Linked DNA regions of Hordeum vulgare: region 2 is linked to region 1. The links are chromatin contacts, called in public Hi-C maps. All regions are on one chromosome and are shown on one strand. Each heading gives the region's core, a stretch centred on a gene start, on an enhancer-like site or on the middle of the called end of the contact. The rest is flanking DNA. Distances are from core to core; before and after follow the strand shown. Region 1 holds the start of LOC123412372 (probable polygalacturonase). Region 2 holds the start of LOC123409698 (PHD finger protein EHD3-like).

The links. Hi-C and Micro-C count contacts between places; a contact is called where the count stands out from the background.
Region 2: a contact with region 1 is called in a Hi-C map of leaf, with 5 times the contacts expected there. The contact joins the promoter of LOC123409698 here to the promoter of LOC123412372 in region 1. A contact is called at or near these places in 2 of 6 Hi-C or Micro-C datasets (leaf and seedling).

The regions. Positions count from the first base shown.
Region 1 is chr7H:440,244,909-440,248,535 of MorexV3_pseudomolecules_assembly, forward strand. LOC123412372 (probable polygalacturonase) reads right to left here and starts at 1,951. Exons shown (of 5, transcript XM_045105318.1): 1 at 1,486-1,951; 2 at 198-318. The coding sequence starts at 1,929.
Region 2 is chr7H:441,101,169-441,104,795 of MorexV3_pseudomolecules_assembly, forward strand. LOC123409698 (PHD finger protein EHD3-like) reads left to right here and starts at 1,960. Exons shown (of 6, transcript XM_045102561.1): 1 at 1,960-2,100; 2 at 2,387-2,578; 3 at 2,690-3,001. The coding sequence starts at 1,960.

The sequences.
Region 1 (3,627 bases), core at 701-3,200:
TTCACATGATATACCCTACACACTATTTCCCAACAAGTATACTCCAAACTGTTTTCTCAAGAAGTATAGCCCACAATTTGAAATTTGTGCTTGAATCGGCTGTTACAGGGAGCTACTTCAGCTCTCTGGTTTGCATAAACAATTTATATTTACTTGATAAAAAGTTGAAAGTAGAGACTGTTAAACAGTTGCTGTACCAGTAATAACAACATCATTTAGGTCTTGTCCATGAATGAGGCTAATGTGGCGCGGTCCTAATCTTTCCCTTCCGCGCCCGTAAGACGGCAATGGTGCAATGAGAGGCCACTCTTCTGGATCCTGCACATCACAGTTCAACGCTGCAATCAACACAATGAACTTCTTAAACAAATTTACACAATCAACTCTTATGCAGTACTGGTAGAGATTCTTGGACTACTTAAATACAAAGTGGCATGATTATTAATTCGACAGTCTGGGGATTGGTCCCCTTAAAGATAATCTCACCTGTTGCCATGTTGGACTTGAAGACCAGGCCATGATTGTCCTAGAATATGAAGGTGGTGGATTATTGTAGTGCGAGTGCATATGGCAGCAATGTCAAACTCCTAGCTAACGCTCTTAATCATGCTTTCTTTCCCAACAACTTTGCACTACTAAGACGCCACTCACATGAAAGCACTAGTAGACAGTATCCTGAAATGGGGGAATCTCTTTAGCAAGTTCATCACACATAAACTCTCCACACATACTAGTAGCAATTAATCCTTAAAATTAGTATGCCCACTGCATTTGCATGTGCCAAAAATGGGCACTAGCTAGTACTGCAGAAAGCTCCAAACTAGAGATTTGTGTAACCATTTGGTGCTAGCAATATGGAGCAGATGAGACGGCACTACAAGCAAAGTACTAGCACAGTAGCATAGTAGCATCAAGCCAGACCAGTCCAAGCAGAAGTAAGGGCAAAGCAAAGGCACACACGGTGTGTTGTAGTTAGAACAATAACATGTGCCAAAGCTGCACAAGTCACAGGAAGAAACCAACAACCGCTCCAAGCATGTGCAGGATTCCAACCCACAACAGCATCTCTCCCCCTTCTTTTTTTCATTGGTCAGTGGTAAGTGACAGCACAAGTGTTGAAGCAAGTTTTTCAGCCTCCAATCAAACATGAACATGATTTGAGATTCTAGTTTCTGTGCTCCTGGCTACTGGGTGGCTTAGCTATGTGACATTTCTTGATTTATTTGGAGAAGAATTTGTCTCCACTAATCAGCAGAAAAATAATTTTGCATCGGTAGAAAAATAGTTTTGCATCTAGCAGATGTGTGTGTTTGTTTCAGTTTGAACGCTATACTCAGTAGAGTGCACTCTATTAATTTGTAGTAATATACTAGTACAGTAGTAGCAAGATTTGAGAGGAGAAATAAATGTGAATTGATTAAATGAAACAAGAAGAAGAAGAAGAAGAGGAACTAGCGGACATGGATCAATGGACCGATCACGTGCCTGGGAGCCGAGGATGACCGCGCCATGGTGCAGGAAGAGCGTGAAGCGGCTGGTGAGGTTGAAGCTCCCCGTGAGCCACCGCCCCGCCGGCACCTCCAGCCTGGCGCCGCCGCCGCCGCCCCTCTCCTCCAGAGCAGCCACGGCGCGCTGGAACGCCGCCGTGTTGGACGTGACCCCGTCGCCCACGGCCCCGAACTCCTCCACGGACGCTGTCACCGCGCGCCTCCCCGCGCCGCGGTAGAACCCGGCACAGCTGTCGACGGCGCCGTGGCCGGAACCATGGCCCGAGGAGGGGGCGATCAGGGCGGCTAGCGGGGCCGCGGCGGGGAGGCGCGTGAGGGCGAGGTAGCAGGAGGCGAGCAGGACGAGGAAGACGACCAGGGGGGCTGACGGGCGCGGGCACGGGCGTGTCATGGGCGCGCCCTGGACGGTGGCGTGCGCCATGAATAATGGATCATGTCACGCGGGGGAGCCGAGGCGGAAAGAAGGGATTTTTATAGGTTTCTTCCGGCGCGGTGAGTCTCGTCCCTATGATTGCCACGTGAGAGCAGTCTGGTTTCGGAAATTTGAATTTGAAATGCCTACGGTTCAAATTTAAATTATGTTTGCATTACTACATTGGAGCAAAATCTATTTGTGTTGGGGTCGCTGAGTTCGAATTTAACACTAGTGGTGGACGAGGATTTGAGGCGGCTCACAAGTCACGAGTCAGTAGTGGAGGCTGGAAATGAGGATTGGGACGTGTTTGTGTACGTATCCATTTATGTGCCCATCAAGCCTGCGCAATCGTCGTGCCCATCATTTTCTTCCTACTAATTATATATGCATGTTAACAATCACATTATGTTTTTTTGGGGAGGGGGGGCTATTTTGCAAATGCTTTTTTTTATAATCTTATACGATGTTTTCCTTCCTTACGAAATTGTCAAACATTTTCTAACTGGGGCGACGAGTAAATATCATCCCGATCATTTGTTTGTGAGGGAATGGAAAATGGGTGGTTATCTAAAAAACGGTTTTCCTCGCTTTGTATTACAAATCAACCAACTGAAACATCTATCGGTAGATGTTAGGACGGAAGCAACACAGTCATGTTTAAAAAAAAATGCTGACATCGGCGGATCAAAAAAAATAAAGAAGCCTCGTGACCGTTGCGTCCATGAGGGATCTTCCACCAAGCTCCAAGACTTTGAAGCGCCGGTACCAATCACCACTCCGAGAAGGACTGAGACGATGACGACGCCAAACCAACCTCCATACTGCGTCAACAGGGTCTTGAAGCCCCCCCCCCTCTCACCACGACACCACAAGGTGAAGCGTGCACAGCGACGAATAGGAGTCGGGACTAGGGACAACAGCACCGTCGACACGCGGGGGGCTCAACATCCACCGTCAACGATGGTAGTCGACCAGACGCAATAGCAGGAGCATGCCAGGCCCGTAGGCCCACAGGCCCGGCCGAGACCTCAAAGCCCGTAAAGCTCCCGCCATCGCGCTACAACAGACATGTCATCGGTGTCGTCGCCACGTCCTAGTTGCTCCCCTCCTCACCATGCACAAGGCATCGAAGTCGCGCCGGGTGCCGGCCCATTAGGACCCAGATGAGGCTCGTAAGGCCCAAATCTAGGCTAGGGTCGCACCGTCGGTCGCGTCGCGCCACCACGTCGCCCCGCCGCCAAGGAGCAACGCCGCCACCTCGCCCGCCGTTGGGTCGTCAAACCATCGCCTAGCCGAGCCGCACCATCGCCGCCCCCTGCCCCACGAAGGGAAAATGGGCGCGCGGGTAAAGGAGATCCCGCGCTGCCGACACCACCCGAACCAGGGCCGAGGGCGCTCGCCGGCGGCAGCGAGGGGGGTGAGAACAGAGGAGGAGGGGGCCGACGGAGGATGACGCTCGTGCCGCTTTAGCCACCTCCCGGGAAGGCGGCACTAGGGCGGGATTTAGAAAGGGGTGGAAAGGGGACGGGGCTTCGAGCGAGCGCGGCCGGTGGCTAGAGGGCGTGAGGGTGGACGTCGGCGGTGGGGTGAAGGCGGGGGAGGAACCCTACGAGAACACGCTGCGGACTTTGGTTTTGACAATGGGTGGTTATGGGTGTGTATGTAGTCGTTTGGATCTGTCCTTGCTAGTCCGCCATATATATT
Region 2 (3,627 bases), core at 710-3,209, 860 kb after region 1:
GGAGCTGTCGCAGCAACTCCGACGACCTCGCAACACCGGATCGCAGCACCACGGAGTCGTCGCAGCAACTCTGACGACCTCGCAGCACCGACTCGCAGCACGCCGGAGCCGTCGCAGCAACTACGTCAACCTCGTAGCACCGGCTCGCAGCACGGCAGAGCCGTCACAGCTCACGCTGCAAACGCGACGGCGAGTCAGCAAATGCGACAGCAACCGTCCGCTTCTCGAGTGAGATGTGAAACGAGAGAGTGGGAGATGAGAGAGTGATTTGAATACAAAATAAGTGGAGGAGATGCTTCGGCTGGAGATAGAAAAAGGGATAAGCGGTTGTTGGCCCCACTAAACGCATGTTCCTCGCGCGACGCGGCTGTCGATTGAGAGGGTGTTTGTTTTCAGGGACTTATTGGTTTTGGGACTTAAAAAAGTCCAAGTCCCACCTAAACCAAACACAAGGGACTTATTGGGACTTATTATGGTTATTTGGGACTTATCAAATAAGAGTCTCTAGTAGGAGCTTATTGGGACTTATTGCTGGTTAGGCCCGCGGAAGTCGATCCAGTGGCCGCCGCCCTGCCCCTCGTCGCTCGCACCGCCCCAATCGCTGCCGGCCGCCCGTCCCGTCCCTGCCCGCCCCGTCACCGCCCGGGCCGCCCCGTCGCCGCCCAATCGCCGCCCCGCCCCGTCGCCGCCCCCGCCCCGTCGCCGCCCCGCCCCGTCGCCACCCGGCCGCCGCCCCGTCGCCACTCGGTTCGTCCCCCCGCCGTCTCGTTTTCTACAACATGGACTTATAAGTCCCTGTAAACAAACAGGTAGGGATTCGGGACTTATAAGTCCTTGTAAACAAACAGGTAGAGACTTATGACTTATAAGTTGGGACTTAAAAAAATCATAGGACTTATGAAACAAACAGGGCCTGAGCTGCGTGCATCCGCCTGTTTTGAAGCAGTTTTTAAAATCTTAACGCGTCGTGTTATAGCTATTTCGGTGCTGTAAATAAAATTTAAAGCGCGTCGTGTTATTAGCTATTTCGGCGCTGTAAATAAAATTTAAAGCCCTGTGCTGCCGCGGGTGCGTTGGAGATGCTCTAAACCATAGCCACTAAACAGCACCATCGGTCGTGTCTGGTTTTCTCGCATCTCTTCGCTCGAATCCCCTCTCTTCCGCGCACGAGCACGACGCCGCCGCCGCCGCCGCCGCCGCCGCCGCCGGAGCCGTCCTTCCTGCCACCGCCCTCTTCAATCGCGAGCAACCCTGCCCCGTGTCTCTTCCACCGGTCGCCGCCGTTCCTCCACCACTACTCGTACCGTCGTACGCCGGCCGCCTCCCGCCGCGACGACCCTGCCCGGCCCCGCGGCTGCTCCATTGACAGCCGGTCTTCCTTCTCCTCCGCCCTCACTCCTCTCCGCCGACCACCGCCCGCTCCTCTTCACTCCACCGACCATCCAGGACCTCCACCTCCAGTCCCCCCCTGCCCCTCTGCAGTCGCACCTGTACTCCGCCCCACCGCCGGCCACCTCCGATCTCCGCCCCACTGCGCTGCCATCCACCTCCGAGGGGATGCAGCCCGCACCGGCAACGGAGCAGATACAAATCAGAGAGGCCATGCCGAATTGCCCATGTCCAAAGCTGACTCGGAGGGGGCAGTATAGATAGCCGTCCCTTCCCAGATAGAAGGCCCAACACCAACAGTCCGTCCGTCTGGCTTTCCCTTTTCCGTTTTTCCTCTTCCCAAAACTCATCTCTCACCTTGTCCCGCTCCCCTCTCCTCTCTGCTTTGCTCTGCTGCTCCCCTCCCCTCCCCTCCCCCTCACCGGGAGATCCCAACCCAAATCCTCCTCCGTAACCCCCCGCCGGAAACCCTAGAAACTCGCTCCCTCTCACCCCTCCGAGGCTTCGCTCCCGGTTCCGGCCACGTGCGCGCTCTTTGCTGGGCATGTGCTGCGGCCGCCGTGCCGGAATATGACCTCCCAGGACGCCGCCGCCCCGCCGCTGGCCTCTCCCAAGCGCCCTGCCCCGGGGGAGCAGCCGTCGCCCGAGGTCCTCGTCACCTACAAGCGCCGCCGCACGGCCGCCTGCGGCGCCACCTCCGACCCCGGAGCGGTAAGCATTGCAATCCCTAGCCTGGTCGTCTTCTTTCTTCTTCCCCAGACCCCTTTCTTGCCGTTGCAGTTGGAATATTTGGCTGTCTTTGCTCTTTTGTGCCACCGGCCGGCCAAGATTTCATTTTGAAGCGCCTAGATTTGCACACTAGGTTCTTCCAATGCTATGAATCTTGCCGCTGCCTAGCAATTCTGTACCCAATAGACGAAATATCTTTTCCTCTGCAGATATTCTACATAACTGAAATCTGTGCTCACTGCTTTTCCTTTGCTTGCTCTGTCTGCAGCCTTGTGCCACCATCGTCCCCTGTAGCGGCAGTTCCGGGCAAGATGGCCACCACATGCTGCCCAGACATTGGATTACTTGGAGGGACACGTTGGAGGGTTTCCTGCAATCCCCAGGTGTAAATAAGGGTGGGGGGATTCAGAGCTGCATACAAGATGCGCTCAGATACAATTGCTGTCAATCAGTGCAAAAAGTCAGTAATGATGTTCTTGTTCAGAACATATATCTCATAGAAGAAGCAACCTAGTGTATAATGTCTATGATAGGAATTTCCCCTGATACTGAATTTCTCTGTGATTACCAGGGTGACCTAAATAAAGGCCAAGGAGCGTCAGAAGAGCATCCTGCTGGAGTAGCAGGTGCTAAAGAGATTAGCTCCTCTATTGCATTAAAAGATGCAACTGCAGCATCTTTGGATGCCAACACAGCAATGTGCAATAATGCTCTCCTTGACATTTTTGTCTCGGAGAAGTTTGCCTTGTTGTGTGATTTGCTAGTTGGAACTTTCCATGTGAGTAAGGTTCATGAGGTCATTGATTTGGGGAAAATTGACACCAACATGAGAAATGGAAACTATGCACGGAACCCGGCTCTGTTCAACGACCACATCCAGCAGGTAACTGCTTCTCAATCATTCATTGGAAAAAGTAGCCGCGTTCTTGATTATTACAATAGTTCAAAAAAGCTCTAGGTGTTAATTGTGTGTGCGTTTTGTCATCGCATTGCACTTTTATAACCAAGGCGCATGCTTATGCGCAGATTAAGCGTATTTCAGCGCTAGTCGTTTTCTTATCGCCTAGAGCCTAAGTGTGCCTTCTTTAACTATGATTATTACTGTGTTTTATGATTTCAAATAGAGACACGTCAGCATCACTTCTGCTTGGCAGCCTAGAACAGGCCTTTTATATACTGTAGTGTCTCAAATGGTCCCTGTATTTTCACCATGGCATCTGCGAGCACACGTAAATTGTCGAATCATTCTTCTGCATGTGCAGCTCAATGCTGGAGCATCAATCCAAGTGAGGAAGTTTTATTTTCCTCCTTTCGGTTACTAAAATGGACAGATAGCGAAAAACAACTTTAATGTGTTGGGGTAAAATCAACTAATGGTTAGATTCGGTGTAGCTGTGTAGACCTTAGTGCACCACCTCCTACCCCTCTGAGAAGACGTGTGCTGCTCTTCTTATTTTTGGTCTTTTCAACTTTTCATCCCTTTCTTTTGCTTGCTATAAGTATTTCATG